Linked DNA regions of Rattus norvegicus: region 2 is linked to region 1. The links are chromatin contacts, called in public Hi-C maps. All regions are on one chromosome and are shown on one strand. Each heading gives the region's core, a stretch centred on a gene start, on an enhancer-like site or on the middle of the called end of the contact. The rest is flanking DNA. Distances are from core to core; before and after follow the strand shown. Region 1 holds the start of Hnrnpl (heterogeneous nuclear ribonucleoprotein L). Region 2 holds the start of Actn4 (actinin alpha 4).

Evidence for each region. Hi-C and Micro-C count contacts between places; a contact is called where the count stands out from the background.
Region 2: a Hi-C map of mammary epithelial cells shows a contact between it and region 1, with 2.2 times the contacts expected there. The contact joins the promoter of Actn4 here to the promoter of Hnrnpl in region 1. A contact is called at or near these places in 1 of 12 Hi-C or Micro-C datasets (mammary epithelial cells) and 1 of 1 datasets of contacts at active chromatin or transcription factors (oligodendrocytes).

Annotation. Positions count from the first base shown.
Region 1 is chr1:93,226,551-93,232,818 of GRCr8, reverse strand. Hnrnpl (heterogeneous nuclear ribonucleoprotein L) reads right to left here and starts at 4,418. Exons shown (of 13, transcript NM_032619.2): 1 at 4,161-4,418; 2 at 2,206-2,324; 3 at 1,497-1,734; 4 at 1,298-1,383; 5 at 550-646; 6 at 393-465. The coding sequence starts at 4,418. All of the region lies in intron 1 of LOC103689966 (MARCKS-related protein-like), which reads right to left. LOC134483092 (a long non-coding RNA gene) reads left to right here and starts at 4,797. Exons shown (of 2, transcript XR_010059955.1): 1 at 4,797-5,997.
Region 2 is chr1:93,375,738-93,382,192 of GRCr8, reverse strand. Actn4 (actinin alpha 4) reads left to right here and starts at 2,873. Exons shown (of 21, transcript NM_031675.2): 1 at 2,873-3,142. The coding sequence starts at 2,981. All of the region lies in intron 1 of LOC103689966 (MARCKS-related protein-like), which reads right to left.

The DNA of each region.
Region 1 (6,268 bases), core at 3,169-5,668:
TACGAGGTCTACTTGTTTGGAGGCTGTGCTTCAAAACCCTAGCAGAGCTCACCCCTTCTTGCTGACACACCCCCACTTCAGTCCCTCTTTGACAGTGGAGATCGAGGGACCTTTTCTCATCTTCCAGGGAATGGAGCTTCCAGCAACCCTAACCAGGCTCTAGAACGAAGGTGGCAAAATCATTTGGAGCTGCTACCCATTTCTGCCCTTCTTGCCAGCCTCCTCCTCAGCGATGCCCTTGTTCCCACCCTGCCCAAGGCGCAGCCCCAGCCCTCCCATGTCCACAAAGAGCCCAATGGCATTACATAACCCTGAGCCTGGGTCTATCAAGCACACTAGTCGAGTGAAGAGCCAAGGCGCTGTACTTAGAACAAAGTAGCCATCGGGATTACCTTGTCCACTGAGATTGGGGTTTGTGTAGTCCCAAGTATCTTGATCGTTCTTGAACACATTTAAACGTGTAGGCTGCAAAGACAAGACAAAGTCTGAAACTGGCTGTGCCTCATCTCACAGGGTAACCAACACAGAGCAGTCACTTCCCGGACCTACCTTTGCGTACTCAATCTTCAGAGTGCAACAGCCAGAATAGATGTCAGCCCCATTCAGTGAGGCCTTAGCGCGCTGGGCACTTTGCACAGAATCAAACGTGGGAGGACTTAAGGAAGCAGCACTGTGGAGCTTGGGAAAGAATTACAAGGACCACACAACACAGTACCACCTACAGACCCAGGGAAAAGCTATGGACATACAACAGGGACTGCCCTCAGGAAGCAGTCATTCATTGGCTAGGGTTCACTGTGATCTGCACCCTTATCCCAACTACCAACAGGACGGCAGCAACACTATCTCATGTCACCCAGTGTATCTGAACCTAAACTCTGCCTACTTTTAAAGGTACCTTCTCACTGCAACTTGATCAAGGAGGCCCCAGCAAGCCATTTTTAATCAAAACCTTCCCCCTTTCACGTCATTCTGGAGTCTTCTGATTTCTCCTTAACTAAGCTCCTCTGACACAGAATGGACCCAACCACCTCAAAGCAAGAGGGTGTCTCCCTTGCAGGGCTACACGAAGCCCAGGGTTAAATTCTCACCAGGGGTACACAGTGCACAAACAAATAGCATCCCATCAGAATGTACATCAGTTGTTATATACACCTCACAGCCTGGTCTTCTAAGATTTGCAGTGTGAGGCTTCCTGTTCAGTCTCGTACATAACTGTCTCCATGAAGGTATGTGGCATGAATTCTCTCTGCTAAGCCCTAAGATACAAAGGAGACCAGTTTCCCAGAAAGGATATTCCACCATAGCCTGGACTCCATTCTTCCGGAAAATGACAATTCTCTGGACAGGGCCACAAGGATTACAGATAGTGTAAAGAACATCCTATGAAAGCAAAAACAGGCAAGATTAGGGGCCTTGGCTGGCTTGAGGACGGACCTGGGACAAGAGGGGAAGGAGATCCCAGAGCAGCTTGTAGGATTGCCTTCAGCACACACCGTGGTTATGGAGTAGATGGGGTTCAGGATGGTAAACAGAAGCACACTGTTGACGCTCCGGGAGTCATCAGAGTCACCGGGGCGAGAGATCTTCTGGCTGGTAGAATAATTGACAAAAGCAGGGTGACCAGCAATGTAGATCTGGTTGTCTGCAGCGTAGTTTACTGCATTACAAGCCCCCAGCACATCTTCAAACTCTACCAGTGCCTGCCTCTTCTTTGGCATCACCACAACATAGCTGCAGAGAGAAGACAAGCTTTAGTCCTCTTGGGGGAAAGGAACCAGTCAACTTGTGAACCGATTCCTGGTCTTCTTGAACTCTTACCCCCAACACTCCAAGCCAGTTACCCTTCTGGCCCCTCTCCTGTGTCAGAAGAGACTGCCACGCTAAGCAAATCACAGTCCTAATCAATCACTGCCTGGGCAACTTTGTGGGAGAAGGAATCTAGAGCAGTTTTATTACATTTATTCTCAGCAAGCACCTGGTCTGGTCATACAGCCAGAAATCACTAGGAGAATAAAGAGACTAGAACCACAGGGGTGGGGGGGGGTAGAAATGGGGGAATAAGGAACTAAAACTTGAAACACTGCCAGAGTGAACTGAGTCACAGGATACAGTCATACAGTCACAGAGCCCGCACTGCTCAGAACCAGACAGCAGTGACACTCAGGGACGCTAAGGCGCTCTAACCCTGGCATCAAGAAGTACCTGATGGGTCCAAATTCTTGCAGGGCTTCCACAAGGTCGGCTTCCACCACCCCGTCAATCAGGCCCCTGATGTGAACAACTGGGGAGGCAGGGGTTTTGTGGGGGTCATCGTAGTTCTCCTGAAAAAGATAGACACAGTGAGAAGAGGGACCCCAATACAGTGGCAACTGATCACCAAAAGCCTCAAGGCTTAGTGATAAGCAAGGCTAAATGTAGGGCAATCCAGAGCTCACACTCTGACACATCCTGGAATCCAACTCCGAGTCAAAGTACAGCAGGAAGGGCGGCTTAGAAAGGGGCCACCCCCACAGGAAGAGCTAGTCTTAAGAATGCTCTCTGCATGTGCTCTAGCTTCTTTGTGTCTGCACTGGCTAGGCAAGCTGTGGTCATCTAATGAATGACTGAAACCACAAGTCACCTTCAGGTCCAGTCAGGGCAAAAGACCAAGTGTTTCCAGACACATGGCTTCCAGGACAATATGCCCTTCCTGTCTTACTCTCTCTATGCTAAGGTCTTCCACACTCAACTATCCCAACCTGTAAGATCTACCACAGCTCCTCTTCCTCCTCCTCCTCCTCCTCCGCCTCCTAGACTCTGGGCCCATGCTCCTGCCTGAAGATCACTGGGCAGAAACCTATGAACCTTAGTGGGTTCTTTCTCAGGCGTGAACCACACAAGGCACACCCTTCCTGGCTGTTTCCAGTCGAGGTTTGTCTTCTACAGCCTTGACTTCTAACCCTAGCCCTGTCAATCACTTGTGAGCCTCAACCCAATTTACCCAGTGTCTTTTCTGCTTTGTAAAGGGGCTCTATAAAATCCCCCACGCCACCAACACCAAACGAGAGGTATCTCTCATCTTAAATTATTGGGAACGGGGGTAAGCACACCACATAACCCATCTCTGAGATGTTCAGAGAACAACCTTTTGAAGCCTGTTCTCTCCTACCTCATGAGCTGCAGTCGTCTAGCTTGGCAGTTAACATACCAGACCTAACTAAAACGTCTTCAAATACTCGAAAAATCTAACATTTTAACAAAAGGGAGAAGGTAATAAATGCCTACAGCACGAGAAGCAGCCCGAAGAAGAGAGCACTGTTTGTTTGGCTTGTAGAGGAGTCTCACTACATACCCTTGCCTGGCCTGGAATTAATTATGCAGAGGAGGCTGGCCTCAAACTCAAAGAGATTTTGCCGGCCTTGGCCCCAGACCGCTGAAATTAAAGGCCTGTGACACTATGACCACAGCGAGGACTTTAATAAAAACTTTTGAAAGGAATGCAGACCGCACCCTAATTCAGAAATGACAATCGTGACCTTCAGAAGACTAAACAGGCTGATGGCCTCCGTCTATGGCCACCGGACCATATATAATTTAGTTTATAAATTCCCCTCTGCAGGAACCCTGAGCAAACCGAGTGATAAATTTCTAAGCTTGACTCAATTTCCAAACAGTTGTCTTTCATAAACCGTCTTCCGTTTTACAAAGCACACAGCAGAAGAGGTTAGTTTGGTCTGGGAACTTCTATATGGATGCGATCGCGATTAAGACTAAGGCCATCAGGTCAGGCCTGCGCCCACCCGCTTCCCGCTCACTAAAGCTAGTTGTAGAAACGCGCTTGCGCATAGGGACACAGAAAGAAAAAAGGGGGGGGGAGACGGGCCGGCCGCGTGCCTAGGCCCCCCACATGCCGGCCCGCGGCGCCTGCGCACTGCAGTGCCTGCAGAGCCAGCCGCTTCCTCCGCCCCCTCAAGCCCCGCTTTGGATTGCGCGCACGCGCAAGTGCCTGTCCTCGCGCAAACCCCGCCGTTTGCCCAACGCCTGCCCCTCCCCCACCCCACCAAAAACCGCGAGGGCTGCAGCGCGTGCGCACAGATTTCCCCCCCCCCCGTAAAAATAAATAGCTTTAAAGTACGAAATTTCCCTTTCCTTCCGGGAGTCTAAAGCCCCAGCCTCACCCCGCCGCCGCCGCCCGCCGCCCCGGATCCTCCACCGCCGCCTCCTCCGTGTTGGTCGCCGGCGTTTTCAGTCTTCAGCCGTTTAGGGGCTCGGCCTCCCTCGTTGCCGCCGCCGTAATAGCGACCACCGCCGCCTCCGCCGCCCGCCGCCGCCATCTTCACCATCGCTCCCGCCCGCCTCAGCTGCTCGTCCGGCTGCTGCCTCTGCTCGAGCCGCCGACGCCGCTTCTCCGCCCGGGGCAGCAGCCTCCGCGACATGGCGGCGCAGAACCCGCCTCCCCCCGCCTCTCATTGGGGGAGGGACACGCCCGTCACTCGCCGCCCCCACCCGATAGGGGGAGCCACTGGCCCTAGCTTGGGGGGAGGGGAAGTTTCCATACGGCTCATTTCTATTGGATAGTACGCACGCCGTTCTATTGGAAAGACCGCCCCCACTCGCCAGTCGCACTCCTTATAGGTGGATGCTTCCTGACAGTCATTCCGTCAGGCCCCACCTCCTTAAAATAAACTCTGATTTAATAGGCCAGGTTTTTGGGATCGCTCCGCCTTCCCACAGACAGCAAATGGAAGTGGGCCTCCGAAGCTCCGCCTCCTTCCTGCTCTCATTGGTTTCCTAGCTAATCGGTCACTCTGAAATCCTTGAGTCTCCCAGTCACAGCGACCATCTTCCCGCGCCACTCCGCTGGGATACAAGAAAGGCCTTCCCTCTTGAGTTCCCGCAATGGGTCCCGCAGGTGCTCGTCTCCTACGTCACCACTCGATTGGTCAATGGAGAGTGGAAAGAATACCCTCTTGCCAGATGGTATAGAATGACTGATAGCTTCTGATTGGTGAAAAAGGAGAGCCCGTAGGCGCTCTCTGGCGCAATCTAGGAACGGTCCCCGTAAAGGGCGCATGCGCTACTGTACTTTGGGGGGGGGGGGTCTCCGTAAAAGAGGTGACTCTCAGGGATAAGACTACTGGACTACCCAGACGATCTTTTGCGTGCCTGTTGTTTGCAAGCTCCCCAACTCTAGACCAAGACAGCAATTTAAAGCAGCTATAACCCATTAGAACGTTTACTTCACCTTTACTCTATCCTAAACTGGAAGTTACTCTTTTTTTTAAAAGAGAACCTCCAAATCTGAGCACTTCTCACTAATAAAGCACTCGGTGCCTAACAGGCACCGTCATTTCACCCTAAATTCAGTCACCTTGGCAGATCTTTATAGTTTAACTCGGTTCGCACGAGGCAGCTGAGCACCCCGCGTTCTCGAGAGTGCTTTGTGGCCTAGACTCGCTCCTTGGAGATTGCCTTGAAGCGATTGGTCTCCCTCCGAGGATCCTGGAAGCCTGAAGTGAGCGAGCAGGGAACGCACTGACACTAGGGAGTCAGACTCTGCGACGTAGCTCAGCAATGGAGCGCTTGCCTAGCACAGACACGGCACATCTCTACCCCGGCCACACACAGACACACACAGGTCTTCAGACGGTTTAAGATTCACAGGCCGCCCCAAAACGTGCTGTGGCCTTTCCACCAGGTCATTCCCAAAGCGGACATCCGCTTGGGACTAAGTTTGAAATGTGAGTAAAAGCTCAGAGAACGGAACCCCGTGTGTTGGGAGAAGTTTTGAGCATGGCGTGGTGGTTGCAAGCCTATAATTCCAGCGCTCTGGAGTCGGGCAGGACTGCCTTGAGTTCGGGGCTTTCCTGGGCTACCCAGGGATTCTCCTAATTAAAAAAGTTTGGAAGCGGTGGAGGCTGATGAGGATATAAATGGACCTCCACCAATTTCACCGGACACACACACTCCAAAGCAGGAACTCCCAAGATGGGGTACGCCGCCGCGGCGCAGCAGGTGACGCGCGGGGGCGGGGGGCGGGCCGCTCCCGCAGAAGGGCGGGGTCCCGCGTCGACGTCAGAGGCGGTAGTGGGGGAGGGGAGCGGGAGGTCTCCTATCCTCCCCTTTGCCGGGCCCCGACGCCCCTCACTCCGGCGGGCTGTCCGCACTAGGCTAGACCGTGTTCACTGCTAGCGGCTCGTACACTACCCGCGCTCGGGGCGGCTTCTGGTGCCGGTGCCCGCTGCTCCCGCACCCTGACCCCCGCCCTCCCGCCGGCGCGGCGTGC
Region 2 (6,455 bases), core at 1,624-4,123, 150 kb before region 1:
GAAAAGGGAATTACTTGGGAAGGGATTAGGGAGAGGGAGGACAGGAGGCTAACGGGTGGATATAGTCATCAAAGTCTAGGACACGGATGATGAAATGCCATAAGGAAACTGAATCTGACAGGCTCAGGGTAAGGTTGAGGAGAAAGGGCTTTTTGTTTTGTTTTGCTTTTTTGAAACAGGATTTCACTGTGCAGCCTTGGCTATCCCGGAACTCACTCTGTACACCAGGCTGGCCTTGAATTCACCACAGAAATCCACCTGCCTCTGCCTCCCCAGTGCTGGGACTAAAGGCATGTGCTACCAGGGGAGGTTTTTATTGTAGGTCTGAGAGAGAGCACAGCCAGAGGCACCTGGAAGAGTCCCGAGCACCCAGGGAAAGTAGTCGACTAAACCTGATTAGGAGACTGAGCCAGGCCATGAGAGGAGGGGGAGGGGAGGAGAGCAAGAGAGCAGAGGGAGAGAAAGCAGAGAACAGAGGTTGAGAGAACCAAGAGCCAAGAGGGCAAAGGGCTTGTAAGCCCAAGGGCGGGATTATAGGAATGAGGAGGGCTGAGAGGAGTTTAGGTAATCCTGGAGCTAAGAAGCCTCCGTGCCCTTTGGTATGCTAATATGCACCCCAGTTAGCCGTTTGTCCTGAGTTTCTTTTGGATCTGGCAGAATCCCATTCCTTCCGTGCAATTATATTTTCTGTATTTAAATATCTAGATTCATTATGTTTCCTTTTGTAAAAGGACATACGTGGGAGTCAGAGGACAACTTCTGCAAGATGGTTGGTCCTTTGACCTTACATGTCTCAGGGATTGAATTATGGTTGTCAGCCTGGGCCACCAGGACCTTTACCTGTATGTGAGCCATCACATTGAGTCTCAACTAATAAAAATTTTCTAAATTACTAAGGAAGGGCGGGTTTAAACCAGGAAAAAGCAACCCCACCCAGCAGCCTTTCCAGCTTTTCTGACTTCTAAGAGTGGAGACACAGGAGGTTCAGAGTTGAGCAGGGAGGGCTGTGGTCTGACTCGGGTGTCTGACCCAGCAGTGCTCTGCTAAGGATGTGTATGGCTCTTCTGAGTTCCACACTAGGCAGGGTAGAAGAGTGTGATCCTGTTAGGAGAAAAAAAGACAGAGAAGGGGAGGGAAAGGAAAAAAAAAGAAAGCAAAAGAAAAGGAGGGACCAGAGTTCAGGAGGTAGCAGGAGATAGATTCGTGGTCAAAGGTCATCTCCTACATAGTGAGTTGGTGGCAGGCCTGGGCTACTTATTAAGACCCAGTTTCAAACAAAACAAAACCAACACCTCCAAACGCTTCCATTTGCAGTGGAGCTGCTCAACCTGAGCCTGACCCCTAGGATCCCAGGTAGTAAAAACACTGAATCAACTCTGACCTCCACATGTGACATGTGCACCTCTGCCCCACACAATACATACATGTAAATTTAAAAGAAATCAAATGACAATAACAAACTGGGGCTGGAGACAGAGGTGGGAGGGCAGGAAGAAGGCTGTTGGAGTGGTGGATGCTGACTACCTCTTTTTAAGAAGCCCTGTGAGTTTCTTTCTCTCTCTCTCTCTCTCTCTCTCTCTCTCTCTCTCTCTCTCTCTCTCCCTCTCTCTCCCTCTCTCTCCCTCTCTCTCCCTCTCTCTCCCTCTCTCTCCCTCTCTCTCCCTCTCTCTCCCTCAGACAGAGTTTTCCTGATTGTCCTAGAACTCACTCTGTCAACCCAGGCTGGCCTCAAACTCAGAGTTCTGCCTGCTTCTGCCTCCTGAGTGCTGGGGTTAATACACCACCATGTGGGGTTGGGGATTTGGCTCAGTGGTAGAGCGTTTGCCTAGCAACCGCAAAGCCCTGGGTTCGGTCCCCAGCTCCGAAAAAAAGAAAAAAGAAAAAAAAAATCACCATGCCTGGTTTCCATGTTTCTTACCGTTGCCCATCTCTCTTACAAACTTAGTCATTTGATAATTGACCTGGTTTATCATGCCGTCTGTAGTTGGAAAGTGGATGCACATAGTAGGGGCTCAGTGTTTGCTGAGTGAACAAAGATAGACAAGTCCAAAAAGATCCCTTGCCTTCCCCGGCTAGCTAGCTATTCCAATCTAATCTAACTCGATGTCTATTTTGTGAATCTTTCAGAGTTTCTCTAACTATCTACTTTTTCTATGAAGCCCATCTGAAGATTTTATAAATCCAGTCCATTCTAGAGTTCCTTTTCTTTTTTCATTTTTTTTTTAGACAGGGTCCTCATGTATCCCACGCTAGACTCAAACTCGCTGTGTGCCAAGTCTGGCCTTGAATCCTGTCCACACCTCCAGTTGGGAATTTAAGGTATGTGTCACCACCATGCCCAGTTTTAAGCTCCATTATTTAATTTAAGACGGGTATCCCTGTGTAACCCAAGCTCCAACATGTTATCAGGCTTTCAGTCTTAGCGGCCTGAAAACAGAGACCCCTATGTACCATCGTGCAAGGTTTATTGTATATTGTTTCAAAAGGGTGGGGACTTTTTCTGACTTCTTTAGTTCTAAGACAGAAAACACGGTTAAGTACATAGTAGGTCACCAAATAAATTTTGATTACGTCTGAATGGCTGAATGAGAACACATTCCACCTCGAGAAACAGGTTAAAGCCGGATGACGAGCCCCGCCTTATGAATCATTCATGATTGGGCCCCGCCCACCCGGGGGGGGGGTTGACGCGCGCGTTCACGCTAGAGAAGCGCTTGGGCTCCCACGCTGGGCGGGCGGCCGGAGGTGCATTCTGCGCCGGCGCCGAGCACCCGGGGGCGGGCTCGCCTTTTTAGGTGCGCGCGCGCGGGAGGGCGGTGGCGGTGGCGGCGCAGTGCGCAGGCGCGGCGAGTGAACTGCGCAGGCGTCAGTCTTGGGCGGGCTGAAAGCAGCTGAAGCGGCGGCCGAGTCGTAGGCTCCGACATAGGGGCGGGAGCTGAGCGGTAGCGGACCGGCTGGCGGGCTAGCGAAAGGCGGCGGGATGGTGGACTATCACGCGGCGAACCAGGCGTACCAGTACGGCCCAAGCAGCGGCGGCAATGGCACGGGCGGCGGCGGAGGCATGGGCGACTACATGGCCCAGGAGGATGACTGGGACCGGGACCTGCTGTTGGACCCGGCCTGGGAGAAGCAGCAGCGCAAGGTGCGCGGCCCGTGATCCGGGCTGGATGGCGTCCTGCGCGGGGAGGGGAGGTCTGGAGGGGGTCCTAGGAAACAATTGGCGGGTCCGGGAACGAGTTTGGAGTCCCGGAGAGGGATTACAGAGCTTAAAGAAGCAATTGGGAATCTGGAGGGGGAGGGGGGAAGTGGCGGCCAGGTATGAGACACGGGGAACTGGGGCAAACGAGAAGACGACTCGGGAGGTTGAAATGGAACTGCGTTTTAAGGCGAGATTGTAGGGTCAAAGGAAGCATTGGTAGGGCCCAGGCAAGCAATGGGGTCCGGGAAGGGAACTGGTGAGCCCGGATAGTATTTGGCGGTTTGGGAATCTGTGTGGAGGAGATGGTCTGGAGTGCAGAGAATCTGAAGAAGAGATTGGAATTGCTGGAAGCCGTGTCTCTGTGTGTGTGTGTGTGTGTGTGTGTGTGTGTGTGTGTGTGTGTGTGTGTGTGTTGGATGGGTGGTTCTAGAAGAGATGAAGAATCAGGAAAGATAAAGAAGGGCCACTAAGGAGAGGATTGTGGAATCCTGAGACGGGAGGGAGGACCAGGGAGTCTACATGGACTTGAAGTATGAGGTGGCTAGGTGTTAAGATGGTCGATGGGACTAGGGGTCTGAGAAGGTAGGTGTTTAGGGCAGAAGTTAGGGGCCTAGGAACAGATGTCTGTGAAGGGGGTGAGGTTTATTGAGGGTGCCTTGCTGTTAGAGGATAAGGGGCACAATTAGAATTGATGGGGAGGCTTTGAAGAAGGGAGAGGCAGTGAAACAGTAAAGGTTCCAGGCCCACGGGAAAATAGTTCAATAAGAGTGAGAACAGTAGGAGCCGGAGGATAATGGGAGGAGGTTAGTTTGGGAAAATGGAAGTCTGATTAGAAAGGCCCTGGGTAATGCAGGGCCTGAGGAAGAAATGAGTGTCCTGGGAGAGTAGGTAAGTACTTTTGATGGAGACGATAGGTGAAGGGGTACTAAAGCAGTATTTCCCGTTGGTATTCAGGGGCGTGGAGGCAGTGTACAAGGGAAGCCACGGTATGGAGGAGGTTCGAGGAGGAGGCCGGGGCGGTTGAAAAGGAAACTCGGAGTGATGGGAGAGAGGGTGTGAGGATGTGCAGGGAGAGCTAAAGAAGGGTGCGTGGGGGTGGCTCACAAGTGTGTGAAGAGGGTGGCAATTTAAAATTGAAATCAGAAGCGGTTTCACGCGTTCTAGAGGTCGAGGGTTTCCAGATTTGTAGCTTACTGATGGGCACTGGCTTTTGGATGAAGCCCTTGCTCTTAGGGCGATCAGAAGTGTGCTTTTGGTGACTCTGCCCACAGAATGTGCATGGAGTTGGGACTTTGGGAGCTGGGCCCTGAGGGTATGGGAGAGAGCCGGTTTGGTGACATTTCCCAGACACCCCCCCCGGGGGGGGGGCAGGGAAGTTACTATATGGCTGGGCCCAAGCACCCAGTCTGGAGGGTCGATGGTGGAAGAAGCCGCTGTGACTTGGGAAGCCTGAGGTGGGACCTGGTGTAACCTTGGCTCAATCATAATGTCAGCTTGTATGCTCTCAGCCGTCACTAATGGGGTGGAAGTCAGCAGTGGTGTAAGGATGGCATCTTACACCTTTTTTTAACCTAAAAGTGGGTGTGTGAAACAGTTGAGGAATGATAGCTGAGAGACGAGTGCATTTTGAAAGGCAGGGGAGATCTAGTCTGGATCTCAACAATTATTTATTCCCCGAGGCCATGTGAGATTGGAAAAGGTTGAAAGTTGCCAAAAGACTTGGAAAGCTGGAAGGAAACGGGGTCACAGCGTTGACTTTGAGAGTGTCTTGGATCTTTAGGGAAAAGTGCTATGCCCCCGTCCCTTTTCTCTGTATAACAGGAGTAGGGACCATCCTCCTTTCACAAGTACCAACCTCTGGTGTCCCCCCTTTTTTCCATGCCACTCTTTAGGGTGCATGGTGAGACTGGTATGTGTTCAGATCCTGGACAGGAACCAGGACTCACCAGAGCCCTCATGGCTGCCTGTGTCACTTTCCCCGGCTCCTTCCTGGTTCCCTTCTTTCCCAGCCAGGAAAGGCCGAGGAACAGGGTGGCTCTCAATGTTCTCTAAAGTTGCTTCAGCAGCTCTGGAAGGGCCCTGCTCGAGTGTGCTTGCTTTATAACCTACTCCAGCAAATATTTACACTTCGCTGTTCTTTGGGGGGAAAGTATTGCTTCACCTCTACACCCTATCCTGCATAGGCTAAGATTCCTGGTGCCATGAGGGGAGGAGTTATGAAAGGAATATACCAGTTGGTGCTTTTTTTCCTTATAAGAATCCTCAACCCAGGCCCCAACAGGAATGCTAGAATTTTCCTTTTTTGTTTATGACTGGGCCTTTCTCATGTTCCAGTGCAACTTTTGTGAAGGTGAATGACAGGCTTTTCTTGCCTCTCCAAGGCATGTAGATATTCCCACCACAGGGAGAATGATAGTCTTGTTCACACACTCTAAAGTTCTGTGGCCAGAACAGCTGAAGCAGGAGTTAGCTCAAGTCAAGAGTATGTCCGTCCTACCTGGAAGCCCTTCACGCTATACCCCTATACCCGAGGCATTATAGATAAGGAGGTTATGCGACAGGTGTTTCACAGGGCAGTCTTGAACATCGTGGGAGGACAAGGGACTGGGCTAGGTTTTTTTTTGTTTTCTTTGGTTTTTTTTTAAATATTTATTTATTTTATTCATAGATGTTGTGAGCCACCATGTGGTTGCTGGGAATTGAACTCAGGACCTCTGGAAGAGCAGTCGGTGCTCTTAACCTCTGAACCATCTCTCCAGCCCTGGGCTAGTTTTTAAAAAATATTTCATTATAGTTGGTTTAGTCTAGATTTGTTTTCAGGTTTTCCCTGAATCCTGGGCTCAGGTGATCCATGTGCCCCAGCCTCCTTCTGAATAACACGGAACTACTGGCCTGTAAACAAATTCTTGAGCAATTAAGAGTCCCCAGTTGCCTTTCCTAGTTTGTCCCATCCAAATGCTAATCAGACCTAACTAACCCTTAGGATAATGTGACTGAAGACCACTTTCCTAAAGTGACTTCCGGAACATCTCCTGCTCTTGTGGAAGGGCAAGAGTTACCCCCTAAAGGTCTCACAGGTAGAGGAAATGCCTTGTTCTGAGCTTGAGTGTTCATTGGCACGCCATTGTCTGCAGACCTCAGTGTTTAGACCCTGACCTTTGGCTCGTGCTGTATTAAATGTGAGTTAATTATTTGAAAGCTCTGATAGTGTTTTGTTTTTCTGTAAGTCATTCCTCCCCTACCCCCATTTTTCTTT